5 separate regions of the Mus musculus genome follow, and regions 1, 2, 3 and 5 are each linked to region 4. A link is a contact called in public HiChIP or PLAC-seq and promoter capture Hi-C data. All regions are on one chromosome and are shown on one strand. The core of a region is the stretch at or near the end of the contact, and the rest is flanking DNA. Distances in the headings are between cores, read along the strand shown.

Region 1 (2,700 bases), core at 197-2,696, 250 kb after region 4:
TTCGTTAGGGTTTCCTTTGCTGTGAAGAAACAGCATGACAACATTTAAATGGGGCTGGCTTACAATGTCAGAGGTTCAGTCCATTATTATCATGGCAAGAAGCACTGCAGCACCCAGGCAGACATGGTGCTGGAAGAGCTGAGAGTTCTACATCTTTATCCAAAGGAAGCCGGGAGCAGTCTGTTTCCAGGTAGCTAGGAGGAGGGTCTCAAAGCCCATCCCCGCTGTGACACACTTCCCCCAACAAGGCCATACCTACTCCAACAAGGTCACACCTCCTAATAGTGCCACTCCCTGGGACAAGTGTATTCCAATCACCACAGACCACATCCTGTAAACCAATCTAATAAATCCAGAAATACTAAACCCTTCCCTGTTCCTTTAGCTTTTTTCTTGCTCTGGTCTAGATAAAAGCTTATCAATATAGTTGAACTCTTCAAAGAATGAAGCTTACAGTTTTACCAATATTTCCAGTGTTCTTTTATCCTATATTTTCCTCTGTGATTGTTGTTTTCTTCTTTCCATTTAATTTGGCTTTCATTTGTTCCATGTTTTCACTCTCCTTCACCTCCTAGATTTTATGATCCCCACCATCACCATGATTTTTTTGTTTTCATTTCATTTCACATCCATGGAGTGGCTGTAGCACAGGCAGGTTTCTATCCTGTGCCTCAAGGTGAGTCTACAGAAGTTTGCTCTCTTTGGAGCCATCATCCTGACCTCCCTTTGCAGGGACATGGCACCAAAGAGATGCTACCCTAAGACCTAGCTATCAACAATCCTCCTTAATCACATGCCCCCCCCCAAAAAAAATCAATCATACTCCAGTTTTCAAATAGTCCTCGGTCATATTAAGTGTTACAATCAGACAGGATTTTACCTAACCTCAGGTGTCAAACAATTTGAGAAACAATGTGACAGTACAATAAGAAGCAATCATTCCTGCCAGGTGCCATGGCTCATCAGGCAAAGTCACTGCCATCAAACCTGGCAATCTCAGTCCAATCCACATGGAAAAAAAACCAATTTTGCAAGTTTTCTCTGGGAAGGAAAGAATTACAGCCATTGCTTTTGAGGGTTTTGTTTGTTTTATTTGGATTTGTGACAGGGTCACATCTGTAGCACAGTCTGGCTTCAAATTCATAGTAATCCTTCCTCGGCCCTCAGGTATTGAGATTATAGGCACGAGCCATCAACCCAGCTGACAAGTGCTACTCACTTGGAGGGCTAGGCAGGAGGAGTGACTGTCTTGGATCTTGAACAACTCACTCCTCAGACTCAGTGTCATAATGAAACAGTAACATTTCACTTCCACGGATGCCACAGGGAGTAAACCAAATTGTGCTAATAAAACCCTAGTCACAGAAAGTTTCACTGTGGGGAGCTCTCAAAACCTTATGGGAGCTACTAAAAAACCTTCCCACATGGTGTTGTAATAGCTTACGATTATCAGTACAGCTCCTCGTGTATGCTGGGCAAAGATTCTACTACTAAGTTACATCCCAGCCCTGTGGTGGTCTATTTAAACATCTATCCTTCTGATTAATAAGGGCCGGGCGATGACTTATTTGTCTCTGCTTGTTATTTTCATAAGTGAAAGAACTATCCCAGGCCACTGACCCCTGTCACTGCCCGATGAAGGCTCCTTTGCACCTAGTCCATATAGTCCATAGTATACACACAGGAAAGGAGAGAGAGAGAGAGAGAGAGGGAGAGAGAGAGCTGTGATCCTGGAACTCAATAAACACTTAGGCCAGAGTCCTATACAGCGGCTTCACCATTTGCCTAAATGCCCCTGGCTGTGTTCTCAGAAACCTCCACCCTCCCTTCCCCCATAGGACTCAGCCTCATAATCATCACTGAGTGAAATTTCCCAGCCTCAGTGTGTTGATGACAGGACTCGGCTGGTGATGCATAGACAAAGCATGCTTCTCCCTCCCACCCAGATTCTCATTGCTCAATCACTTCGCTGACTGGAGTTGCCAACCCGACATAACCAAGAATCACCTGTAAGACAGCCTCTGAACGGGCCTTCTGGGGTTCTCTTGATTGTTTGGGGCTGGCACTGTTCCTGGATGGAGCCCTGGGCTGTGTAAGTGGAGGGAGGGAACTGAGCAGAAGGCTGTAGACATCCCCTCTCTGTCCCCACCAACTGTGGGTGGGATTGGCCAGCTGCTTCAAGCTCCTGCCCCTTTCCCTCCTTACCAGGATGGACTGTATCCTTGTACTCCCAGCCAGAATAAGTCCCCTCTCTTTTAGGTTGCTTTCACTAGGGTATTTTATCACAGGATCTATCTTACTTGTGTTTGAGCTCAGGAGTTTCCATATTCTTGGTCTCTTGAGGAATTGAAATAAAAACTCATGCAGATTTGCAAAAGTATCAAGTATTGAAAGCTAGGCAATTGAGATATTAAAGTATGTGAGTGAAGATACTGAAGGCCCCAGTTATAGTTTGAGGTCTCTCTCTTTTTTTATATAGGGGTTAAGAGAAAGAGAGAGAGGGAGAGCGAGCAGTTTTGTTTACTAAGAAGCACACTGGGGGGGCGGGTGTCTCTGTTTTGATTGATAGGTCAAGTCATGTAATCACTTTTCTACTACATGTCCCTTCCCATAAATGATCTGATTTTAATCATATGCATGCCCAAGTATGCATATGCATTACATGGTAAACAAGAATCATCTCTAACATTCTCTTTTTAA
Region 2 (2,736 bases), core at 155-2,654, 150 kb after region 4:
GAGGCAGAGGCAGGCAGATCTTGAGTTTGAGGTCAGCCTGGTCTATAGAGTGAGTTCCAGGACAGCCAGGGCCACACAGAGAAACCATGTCAAACAAAACAAAACAAAACAAAACAAAAACAAAAAAACAAAAACAAAAACAAAAACAAAAACAAAAACAAAACAAAACAAAAAAACAGTTCTGGATCTAATGCTGTCATGGGAAGGCACAACAAAGTGACTGAGAATCTTAGTCCATCAGGGAACAGGACATCTCTGAGTAACTGGGGTAGCTGCAGAGTGTCTCCTTGGACACATCACAGGCACGACTGTCACTGACATTCTCTGTCATTGCTCATAACAGGCTTGATGCCAACTGTCAACTCTGGGGCTAAAGTCCCTGTGGACTTTGGTGACCATGGAGTGTGGATTAACTCTGGTCCTGACTCACGCTAATTCCAGGCTGGGATCATCCATCAAAACTAAACTATTTCTTGGATTATTAATAAAGCAGCAGAAGCAGCCGCAGCCGCAGCAGCAGCAGCAGCCGGAGCAGTTTCCTTGCTTAATTGGCTGCTGACGGCATTTTCTCAATCCTGATGGATTATGCTTTGGGGAAGATTTCTCTCAGATATCCGTCACTACAATTTACTTAAATAACTCTCTCTGAGTAACCAGTTACCATGAAAGATTACACGCTCTGCCTTCTCCATTGGAGTCAATTGGTGAATTGTATTTTTGTATAAATGCACTTATTTCATCAAGGTTATCAAATGTGTTTACGTAGAGTTATTCAAAGTACTCCATTGATTTTTAAAAAGTTTCCCATTTTGATGATTCTTACTTTTCTTTCTCTCTTTCTATCTATCTTTCTTTCTTTCTTTCTTTCTTTTTTTTTTTTTTTTTTTTTTTTTTTTTGAGACAGGGTTTCTCTGTGTAGCCCTGGCTATCCTGGAACTCACTCTGTAGACCAGGCTGGCCTTGAACTCAGCCTTTTGACATTTCTAATATTGTACGTTTTCTCCTTGTTTCTGACCAATTATCTAGCACATGTTCGATTTTATTTATGTTTTTCTAAGCAGATTTTCAGCCCAGGCATGGTGGCTCAGGCTATAGTTTCAGCCCTTGAGTGAGAGAGGCAAGAGGAACGCCATAAAGTCAAGGCCATCCTGGGCTAACGTAGTGAATTCTAGACCAACCAGTGCTACAGTCTGAGATCTGGTCTCCAAAATAAAACAACAAAACAGCTGCAACAAGAAACTTCATCAACAGTCACAACTAGCCAGTTTTTCTTACTCACGTTTGCTCTCATCCATAGCAACTTGTTTCCTCGGTTTTATTTCTCCTGGATTTTAAGCTTGATTAAAAATTCATTCATTCAAGGAATGGCAAGATAGGTTCAGTGATTAAGAGCTCTTGACCGTTGAGCCATCTCTCCAGCCCCACCCCCATCCCTACCCTGTGGGAACAATCCAGAGGATGAGGGTGGAAGGTGTTATAAGCCGTGGAGTCATGTGAGGAATCCTGGGAAATCAGACTCTGGAGACCAGCATCAGGGTATAGACCTGAGTTTATTGCACATAAGCTTATACACAGTGTTTGAGCCAATCCCAAGCCCGGTAGATCTTCAGCCAATCGTATCTTGCCACACTGTCACCATGCTCCAGTGAAAGCCCTGCCTGATGAAGGTGTGTGGGGAGCATCATCCCCTGTTGGGACTTCCGTGAAGATGGGGGAAGCAGCCACTGCCCTTGCCTCAGTTCCTTTTTTGCTGTCTCACTGGTTTTCTGGTAGCCATCTTAGATCTAATGCCCTGTACAACAGATCAGGACTCTTCAAGGAGTCTCAGGAGCCTGTGGCTCCTCCCTCTCCAGCCCACATTTTCCTTCACAAGGTTGACCTCCATACCCCTCACATCACCTAGCTTTTTTAAAAAAAATATTTATTTTTATTCTGTCTGTGTGGTTTTCTGGGATATGTATATACGGTTCTTGGTCCCCGAGGAGGCAGAAAGAGGACATGCATATTCTGGCACTAGAGTTACAGATTTGATTGACATATGGGTGCTGGGAACCAAACCCAGGTCCTCTGAAGGAGCACCAAAGCTCTCAACCACTGAGCCACCTCTCCAGGCCCTTTTCATATTTTGTAAAATTAGTCAATGCATTTTAACCCTTGCAGTTCTGCTCCCCTCTGGCTATTAACTTTCCTGAGCCTAGCTGTGCTCTGTGCAGTTGATACAGGAAGCTACGTCTAGGACTGCTAACCGTCAGCCCAGACGCCTGGTTTCTAGTCCAGTGTATAAAGCCATGCCATGCCAGTCCCTTGCGGATGGCACTGGCTGCCAGGCCCAACAGCATCTGGCTCTTTGTGAGGTGATAACAGCAGCTTGATTGAGCATTTCTTTCTCTTCTAAAGAGAACTGTTGCATTCCACAGGAGCCATTTGCCCTATAATGCAGCACCTGGTGCTTAGGGGGTGGGAGGAAGTAATTGATTATCCTGAAGCTCATCCTGCCATCTGCAGTGCACACACAGAGCAGGGGAAACCCTGTCTTGTAAGGAAGCGGTGCTCTCCCAGACACTAGCAAGCCGCCAAGCTTCCTGGCAGACTGAGATGTGATGACTGCCTGCCAGGTACTGTTCTAATATTGCCAATATTAACTCACTAATTCCCAGAGCTGCTCCGTGCTGCAGGAGATGGCTGAGGACTTTAGGGGGGAACAGGGTCTTGCTCTGTAATCCAGGCTGGCCTTAA
Region 3 (2,805 bases), core at 150-2,649, 140 kb before region 4:
TTCCCCAAAACAATCTGGCTGCTTGTTATCTGTGCAGACCGTTAAAGTGAAGTCACCTGGGAGAGTCTTGCTCTCCTATATAAAGCCCACCTCAGAGACAAGAAATAACTGTACACAGGCAGCTGAGTAGCAGCCATGTTCAACTAACGACCGTAGCCAAGTAAACTGCTGGAGACACGAGGACAGAGGGCTCAAACTCATCCTTAGCTACACAGTGAGTTCAAGGCCAGCCTCAGCGGCATGAAATCCTCTGTCCAGACAGACAGCGAAGCAAAGGATGATTAGCTCTGGTATAAAACCATGGTTATGTTCCTAAGGAAATTCACAACATTAAGAAACATTAAAAGGGGTTGGAGAGATGACTCAGCAGTTAAGAGCAGTGACTGCTCTTCCAGAGGCCCTGAGTTCACTTCCCACCAACCATATGGTGGCTCACAGCCATCTGTAATGGAATCTGATATCCTCTTCTGGTGTGTGCCTGAAGACAGCTACAGTGTACTCATATAAATAAAAATAAGTGGATAATGTTTTTAAAGAGAAACATTAAAAATAGCTATCTAACATAGGAGAGGAGAGCTGAGGCTGTAGATAACACTGGGTATGTCTTCCTGTAGTAGGTCAACAGTGAAGAGTTGAATTGTGTCACTAGCCACAAATAATAAAGGGCTGGACCACAGGCGAACAAGCCGATCAGAAAGAATAACCTAGACAGCAAGAGAAAGTAACCTGTTGCCAGTTCACAGCCACAAACAGCACAGAAAATCCTCCTTGCTGCCAGCGGGCGGCTGGCCTCCTTCCTCACCCTCCTAGGTGTCCCCAGGCCATGGGTAGTCTTCTTTCCTCTAGTCCTGGGCTCGCTCTGGGTGCCCCTTCAAGTCCTAAGGGTGCAGAAAGTCCCCACTTAATAACAGCCAGTGCTCTCTATGCAAATTTCTGAAAGGCTAATTAGCAATTTGTTTAAGGTCTCCTGCAAAGATAAGATCGTGGAAACAGCACTCTGTTAAATGAGGACTGCATGTGATGTAACAGCCCCAGGGCACATCCCGCTACTTGTTTTAAATGGCACCGTGCCATCTTAACTCAGGCAGTCTTTGAACCCAGCCAATATGCCTATTAATATCAGAAATAACTTCCCCAGCAAGCACATCCTCTCCTTAAGGAGAAAGACAGGAAGGGAAAATGCTCCCTGGTCAGACCTATATCTTTCTCATTTGCACCATGGGCTGCCAAGTGTGCCAGCTCAGCCAAGACGGTAATGAGGAATCTAGTGATGAACTCTTAGAAGCATCGTCAGGGGCTTTTGCCTCCGAGAGAGCGTGAGATAACAGTGCTGGCTGCACTGATGGCCTGACCTAACGGTGCTGTCTCCTCAAATGCCCTCGTGCTGTGTCCCAGGCACAGAAGACAGGACTGGGGGGAATGGTCCATTCTGCATTGGTCACTCACTAGCAAAGGCAGGTTACCATGACTACAAGACCACTCAGCTTTTCTGTGTAAGAGGGCAGCTGGCAGGTTACACTTGTCAGTCAGTGATAACCCACACGTGCACTTTAACAGAAGCCAAGAAAAACAGGTGCATATGTTTTCATTTGTTTCAAAGGAATATGCCTTCCTTAGGTGCAAGACAAGGAGAGAATCGATGTGGAATTTTCCAAGGCAATGATTTAGGCAATCCATCTTGTGATTTGCAAGGAAGGCTAGGGTCTCCAGTGGTTACAGTGCCATCTACACAATCCACAAGAATCAAATCACTGCAGGTCTGAAAAAACAGTATCAATGCAAGGGTCCAGAAAGGCCAGTGACATTTCAGGATCCCAAAATAAGCCAGAGAAAGCAAACCTTAATGCCAATGGTTGAAAACTGGGCGTTTGCAGGTCAGGAGAGAGGCACAACAGCTAAGAGTGGTTCCTCCTCACCTCTGAGGGCTGGAGTCCAAATCCAGCACCACTAGCAGCTCACAGAAAACTAGACATTTTGCTGCTACATCGTTCCCGAAAGTCTCCCCTTTAAAATGCAACCTTGGCTAGGGTGGCGGCTCATGCTTCAATCCTGGCTTTTGAGCAGCAGAGACAGGCTGATCTCTGTGAGTTCTGAGCCAGTCTGATCTACATAGTGAGTTCCAGGACAGCCACGCTACAGAGTGAAACCCTGCCTAAAAAATAAATGAATAAACAAACAAACAAAGAAATGAAACAAAAGAGAGCTTTGTCTTCTGACGGCAAGGAGAGCATCCAGGAAGACTGCTTCTCAGCCTGTTGTTCCATACTGACTGTACTAGGCAGCTCAGTTTGCCGGGTGGGTCACCAGTTATGGCTGGTGGAAAAGTCAGGAGATATTTATATCTTGCTCTTTCTACCACAAGCACTAGTTCTAAGATAGTTTCCCTAGACACACTCTACCATGTGTCCTTTAACAAACAGCTAGACAGTATTTCCAGCCAAGGATGCCCCCTCACCACGTCTTCTCCTCTGGAACATGATCAGAGATGACATGTGCTCCTGAAAGCCGTGGCCCATTGAAGATATCTTACCCACTTCTTCATGGTCTTTGTTGTTTTGATTTCTTGAATAATGACAAGGCCCAGGAGCCATGTGATAAAAGGAACCTGGGTTCCCAAGGGGCAGTTTGGAGGAAAGCCCCCTTGCTGACCTGACCACTTGCCTAGGAGGTTTACACAGTCAAGGAAAAAAAATCTACTCTCTGCTTTAAAACAAACAAACAAACAAAACCCCAAAACTGGGATAGGACGTACTGGAGGGATGGCACAGTGGTTAAGAACATTTGTTGCTCTTCAGAGGGCCAGAG
Region 4 (2,761 bases), core at 106-2,605:
GAACAGGACATTGAAGTCCCTACACTGAAATTATGGAAAGTTGTGAGCTGCCATGTGGGTGCTGGGAACCAATTCCAGGTCTTCTGCAAGAATAAGCACTCTTAACTACTGAGCTATCTTTCCCACCCAGCATATGCCTTTATTTTTAAATCCCTCTCCCCCTCGTTTATATGTTAATACGAATACATTTTTCCCCCCATTTCTCGCCTGTGATTGCTTGAATCTGCCAATGTGGAACTCAAGGATACGTTGGGTCAACCATACTTTTATTGTTGTTTTGAGACAATGTCTTGTAATGTAAGCTGTTGCTGGTCTAGTACCCATTACGCAGGCAGGCAAGCCTCCAACTCATATCAACCTTGATTTAACCTCTGAGATTCTAGGATTACAGATCTGTATCAGGTGCAGATCTTTTGATATTTTAAGAGGATTTAGGGAGGGGCATGAGTTAGATCTACCATCCCGAACCATAAATATTGCACAAATGGTAGTTTGACTAAATGATGAGATATACTAAAAACATTCAAAGGAAGTAGACTCTTGAAAAACACCACTTAAGTATGACTAACAGCAGAGAAATGAAGTCACAGCGAGCAATTAGCAGATGTAGAGCAGTGGACCTTCAATACGAAAAGGTGATTCTGCTTGATGCTCACTATCTCAATTGAAGTGAAACCCGATTACATAATGTTGTGTTAGAAGTTACCTAGTGGTTGATCTTGGGCTGATTTAGGGTTGGAGGCACACACAGAGATAGAAGAGGAGGAAGAGGAAGAGGAGAGAGGGGAGGAGGAGGAAGAAGAGGAAGGGTAGTTTTAGAAAGCAAAGAACAACTCTAGTTTGGTTTTATTTATTTATTGACTTATTTTATTTATTTGGGGTTTGTGACAGCAGGCTTCTAGAAGTCAACAGGAGTCTGGTCTCTCTCACCATGTAGATTCCAGTGGGTGAACTCAGATCTTCAAATGTGGTCAATGCCTTTATCCACTGAGCTGTTCTGAGCTCCTTGTTTTAGCTTTAAGGATTTAGTCTGTGATTGTTTCCTAAGGAATGCAGTTTCCAGAAAACATCAGGCTCCCTCAGCTCTCTTTTTTGAGACAGGATCTCACTTTATAGCCTTGGCTGGCCTCGAACTCGAGTCTACTTGCCTGGCTCAACCTCCCCAACACTGGGATTACAGGCGCACCACCTTGACCTTCAGTACCTCAGCTGACCCCAGCCAGATGGGCTAAGGCTGTCGGGCCACCTCAGGTCTCTGGGCAGCCCTTCCAGGAACACGCAGCCCGCCCCCCGGCGCGCGGCCGCCGATTGGCCAGGACCGGACCGGGCGTGACGTCAGGCCCCGCCCCGCCGCCCTTCGACCCCGCCCCGCGGGGTGGGCTGGCAGTTTAGTCTAGGGCAGCTGAAACCGGTTTGAGAGGCGGCTGTAACTGGGCTCCTTGCTTCCTCGGGCCACCTAAGGGAGCGCTGGCGAGGCGCTGACGCTCGGCTCCGTCGGCCGCGGCCCAGGCTCTCGGCGCGGCCCGGAGCGGCAGGTGAGGGGGGCCGGCGGTGCGGGCGGGCGCTCACGCGGAGGGGCGGGCGGGCGGGCGGCCTGGTGTTCCGGAGCCGCGGTGCGGCTGGAACCCCGGCTGCCACGCGCGGCTGCGGTCCCACTGAGCGGCGTGACCCAGGACAGCCACGGAAATCCCGGGCGGAGAATAGGGGAACAAAGAAAACGGCGGAGCTGGAGCCCAAGCCCTCGGTGCCTCCCTTCCTCCGCGCCCCCTCAGTCACCTCGCGCCCGCACTGGTGACTCGCGCGGTTTTGACAGCTGCTTCTTTCCCCAAAGTGCCTAGAAATTAGTGCCCGCGAAAGAAACTCCGGGTGACAGTACAGCCGGGCGGGGGGAACCCAGGGCTTTGTGTAGCTCCTCGTCCGTGCCCTCGGTGACGTTTTAGGGCTGCGGTCCCCTTGGCGTCGCCGGCTTGGAGGCAGTGGCTGCCCCGTGCTGCTTCATCTGCCGGGTCCGGCCAGAAGCCCGAGGGCTTGGAAGCCTGGAGTTTGCCGGTTTCTAGCGATTCTCTGACTCTGCAAGCAGCAAGCATGGTCGGGTCTAGAGTCCCCTCTTATACTCCTGTCCCCTGCCACTCTGGGTCTCCTGCCCACTTAACTCTGCCCTTCAAGCTGCTGCCTGCTACATTTCTAACACAATAAGGAAAAGAATAAATACAAGCTGTCAGCCTCCCCTCTCTCCCAAATTGCTCAGTGTTCTAGAAACACACAGCACAAAATAAAACTGGTAAACCCCATGCAGTGGCTTACATACTAGGGGAAATCAGTGTTCTAAACAAAATTTAAATCTGTAAAGAGAGATACAGGAAATTTGCACCCGGAGAACTGGTAAACACAAGAAAACTGAATAATATTTGGTGTGTATAAAAAGTTGGTGGGTGAGTCAACTATTTGTATATAATAAAAACGTGTAATAAATGCATATGAAAATGATATCAACACGAAATGAAAAGCATTTGTAAAAAATCCCACTGCATGTCTAAAGATGATGAGATGTTAATTTGGCTTAAGGACTGTCCAAAGGCTAATGCCTTTGCTTAATGAAAAACCCATTCTTGTCTGCATATGTTTGATTAAAATATTAGCTGAAAGTATATGGAGGTCTGAGAAATGGGGCCATAGTGATCCCCCCACTAACACGGGCAGACATCAGTGTGGTCACTTAACCTGCTTCTTAATTATAGGATATTCTGAGAATCTGCTAGAA
Region 5 (2,853 bases), core at 134-2,633, 190 kb after region 4:
TGGCGGCGTGTGTGTGTGTGTGTGTGTGTGTGTGTGTGTGTGTGTGTGTGTGTAGCATAGGGGTTACTATGGTTCATCTCCTAGGACTTCTCATGTGCCAAAGTTAGGACACAAAGTAGTCTTCAACTGTATACTGAGAAATCTCCAATCTTTCAATTCCCCTACTCACCCAAGATTCATGGCTTCACCCCATGCTGGTTCCCTGACAAGTCTATTATGTTGAGATCAGGACATCAAGTTGCTAGCATGACAACTATGGGCTTCTTGATCTGTCTGAATGAGACCCTGACCTAAATCTACCTTGGAGAATGCTGTGAGTACACCAGAGGGTCTGTTTGTCCCATATAAAGGGGTGTGCGGGTAGACGTGGGTCAGGAGAGTTGAAGCCAATAGCTGAAGTTGATAAGCAAGCACCTTTGAAAGAATGACCTAAAGAGGATGTTCAGAAATCCGGCTACAGTGTCAGTCAACTCCACTTTGCTTTGTACAAAACCAAAGCAAAACAGCAAAGCCTTTCCTGCAGTCTGGACGATGTACTTACCAGCCACCGCGCCAGCCGAACCACAGCCTGTCCCTGGGAGGAAAGAAGCCAGGCCTCCTGACTCCATCGTAGCAGCGAAGAGGATACAGGAGGGCAGGACAGTGGGTTAGTTTCACATAAGGTAGGACAGGCAGAACCACAGAATGACCAATTCCAAATACTTTTCCAAGTCCTCTATATGGGTAGTTTAAATTGTCAGCTTATCGGACAGGTCTCATTTAGAAAATGTTCTCTGTGGCCAGCACACAGTTCCTGCTTTAGTGGGGGTAATTTTATTTCTGGGAGAAATAAAATAACTCCTCTGGAAATAAAGTAGGGGCTCTGGGTAGCCTCAGATAGGCTGGAGGTTAGACTCGGATTGTCTTTGAATAGCCAAGGACACTACAGGAAAGATCATCCCAGTTTAGACCAGAACCTCAGAATTGAAGTTTCATGCAGGGCAAGCCATGCCACCACTAATTTCCAGCTTTGCCTCTTAAGGTCTGGATTGCATATGGGGGGCCTCTCCTGCATCACTTCTAAGGGAAGACTAGGCTTCACCCCTTACTTGCTGGCTCTGGGAACTTGTAGACACACACATACACACACACACACACACACACACACACACACACACACACTCCAACTCTGCACACTTAGTGGAAGCCACAAATGCTTGCAGAGGACAGTGCTCCGTCTCAAGGATGGCCAGCTGCTGAGGTCACAACGGGTTCAAGAGCTTACAAAACCCTTGGAAGGACCACCCGGAAGTCTGAGACCCTAATTCAGTAGATCTAGGAGGCAGGCGGGTCTCGGGGGGCGGAGTCGGGCGCCGGGAGGGGCGGGACACCTGGGCTGGGTCCGGGGCTGTTGGATGAGCTGCAGAGCGAAGCAGCAACTCCAGAAAGACTGATGCGAGGAGAGCAGGACCAAGCGACACACGCCCACCAAGTAGGCAAGCCTCAACCAGAGCTAGTGTTCCCAGAGCCCGGGCCGCGCCCACCTATGGTGGCGCCACCGGCCAGGGAGTGCGTCCCTGAAAGCACCGAGGCAAGTGAGTACCGGGTTGCGGCGGGCGGGCGGACTTGGGGGCACTCCGCGTCTGTTCCAGGAGATCACCTCCTACCTCCGAACCCTGGGATTGGGGACTAGGGGACTGGAGTGGAGCCCCGAAATCGCGGACTCAGTGGAAGGCGTACGGACAAGGGTGGGGGTATCTGCGTGTTTCCTGCGCCCTGCAGGCACCTCTGGTGCCCGGCTTTGTTTCTTGAGCTTAAATTCCCCACTGGGTACCTAATCCTGTACCAGTGTTGCACTGAGTGAGTGAGAGACGTGGGAACCTTCAAACGGGCTCCCTCTTCCCACAGTCTACGGGCTGGTGATGAGAAGGCGGCTGGAACTCCCGCTTATTGGTCCCCGGTGGCGATCTTTGGGAGACCAATAGACGCCCCAGAGGGAGGACACTGGGATCCAGACTCCACTGGAACCCCGCTTTTCAGGTAGGGTGGAGCGTGCGGCTGATTCCTGTGTAGCAAATCGGGGTTTCACTAACGCCGGCAGAGTGGCGATTCCTGTCCCCCAGCGCTCTCCCTCGTAAAACTGGGCAGACCTCGCTATCCAGTTTGATAGCTTCTTGCTACCCTTACCCGTTGCTCCCGTAGCTCCCGCACTGGCTGGTGTGCTGAGGTGGGAGAGGAAGGCAGTTCATTGAGACAGACTAAGTCAGGCTGGAGTCCTCTCTCCAGCCCCTCGCTTGCCCCATAGCAGCTACCTCCTGGGAGCTAGCATTTTGGAGACTCTATTTTGTCTCCCTTCTGTGGATGTCTCGGGACACTAGGATTATAAGGGAGTTCTCAAGCAATGGACAGCCCCTAAACTCCCTGGTCATCCCCCACCCACTCTTAGGAGGCTGTTATCAATTCAATCTGGTCTCAAGCAGCCACTTCAAAAGACACAGACTGTGACGAGGCTCAGTTCCTCCTTAGTCGGGGTTGGCTGTGGTTGGGAATCTGGGAACCTAAGGAAGGAGTCCGGAAGCTGATCCAGAGTCATGGGGTCAACCTGGGGAGAAAGGATTTATCCTAGAGCAGGGCTTCTTAAATTTTTCCATTTAGAAAGACCTCATTCACCAGAGAATTTCTTACACGACCCTGGGTTTGTACGTGTATAAAGTAGGAATATAATTCAAACACTTACTAATAATAAATCATTAATGTATTTTAAAACAATTCTTTGATACGCATATAATTTTACCATTTATGAACGAGGAAAGCAAATTTGCATAGTAATGAGTTGGATTGCGTATTTTTACATAAAGAATTAAATCTTGGCTG

Evidence for each region. Promoter capture Hi-C pulls out the DNA fragments that hold promoters and counts their contacts. HiChIP or PLAC-seq counts read pairs in DNA pulled down with a chosen protein or histone mark.
Region 1: an H3K27ac HiChIP or PLAC-seq map of embryonic stem cells shows a contact between it and region 4, with 4 times the contacts expected there. The contact joins the enhancer-like site here to the promoter of Gpcpd1 in region 4. A contact is called at or near these places in 8 of 39 promoter capture datasets (the 3T3-L1 cell line, the C10 cell line, the HPC-7 cell line and 4 more) and 3 of 115 datasets of contacts at active chromatin or transcription factors (craniofacial prominence, embryonic stem cells and large pre-B cells).
Region 2: a contact with region 4 is called in a promoter capture Hi-C map of stem cell-derived epiblast-like cells, with 3 times the contacts expected there. The contact joins the promoter of 4921508D12Rik here to the promoter of Gpcpd1 in region 4. A contact is called at or near these places in 3 of 39 promoter capture datasets (hippocampal neurons, liver and stem cell-derived epiblast-like cells).
Region 3: an H3K4me3 HiChIP or PLAC-seq map of forebrain shows a contact between it and region 4, with 4 times the contacts expected there. The contact joins the enhancer-like site here to the promoter of Gpcpd1 in region 4. A contact is called at or near these places in 14 of 39 promoter capture datasets (the C10 cell line, the HPC-7 cell line, the SN4741 cell line and 8 more), 2 of 15 datasets of contacts at CTCF or cohesin (embryonic stem cells and large pre-B cells), 5 of 484 Hi-C or Micro-C datasets (the HPC-7 cell line, bone marrow-derived DN2 thymocytes, bone marrow-derived macrophages and 2 more), 17 of 115 datasets of contacts at active chromatin or transcription factors (the HPC-7 cell line, bone marrow-derived macrophages, craniofacial prominence and 8 more) and 2 of 9 other capture datasets (adipose tissue and liver).
Region 5: a promoter capture Hi-C map of hippocampal neurons shows a contact between it and region 4, with 2.6 times the contacts expected there. The contact joins the promoter of Prokr2 here to the promoter of Gpcpd1 in region 4. A contact is called at or near these places in 2 of 39 promoter capture datasets (embryonic stem cells and hippocampal neurons).

What each region holds. Positions count from the first base shown.
Region 1 is chr2:132,323,012-132,325,711 of GRCm38.p6, reverse strand. No RefSeq gene overlaps it. Among named protein-coding and RNA genes, the nearest start is that of Gm46766, 61 kb to the right of the region's middle. Within about 2 kb of position 1,446, at least 33 of the 459 cell types and tissues checked have an H3K27ac peak or open chromatin away from gene starts, as enhancers often do.
Region 2 is chr2:132,423,409-132,426,144 of GRCm38.p6, reverse strand. It overlaps 4921508D12Rik (RIKEN cDNA 4921508D12 gene), which reads right to left and starts at 1,404. Exons shown (of 4, transcript NR_045802.1): 1 at 1,280-1,404.
Region 3 is chr2:132,719,650-132,722,454 of GRCm38.p6, reverse strand. The region is part of intron 2 of Shld1 (shieldin complex subunit 1); the gene reads right to left. All of the region lies in intron 2 of Gm52525 (a long non-coding RNA gene), which reads left to right. Among named protein-coding and RNA genes, the nearest start is that of Gm22245, 3.9 kb to the right of the region's middle. Within about 2 kb of position 1,399, at least 26 of the 459 cell types and tissues checked have an H3K27ac peak or open chromatin away from gene starts, as enhancers often do. A contact at or near this core is called in forebrain and stem cell-derived neural progenitor cells, where this site is marked.
Region 4 is chr2:132,576,842-132,579,602 of GRCm38.p6, reverse strand. It overlaps Gpcpd1 (glycerophosphocholine phosphodiesterase 1), which reads left to right and starts at 1,355. Exons shown (of 20, transcript NM_028802.3): 1 at 1,355-1,535.
Region 5 is chr2:132,383,977-132,386,829 of GRCm38.p6, reverse strand. Prokr2 (prokineticin receptor 2) reads left to right here and starts at 1,383. Exons shown (of 3, transcript NM_144944.3): 1 at 1,383-1,574.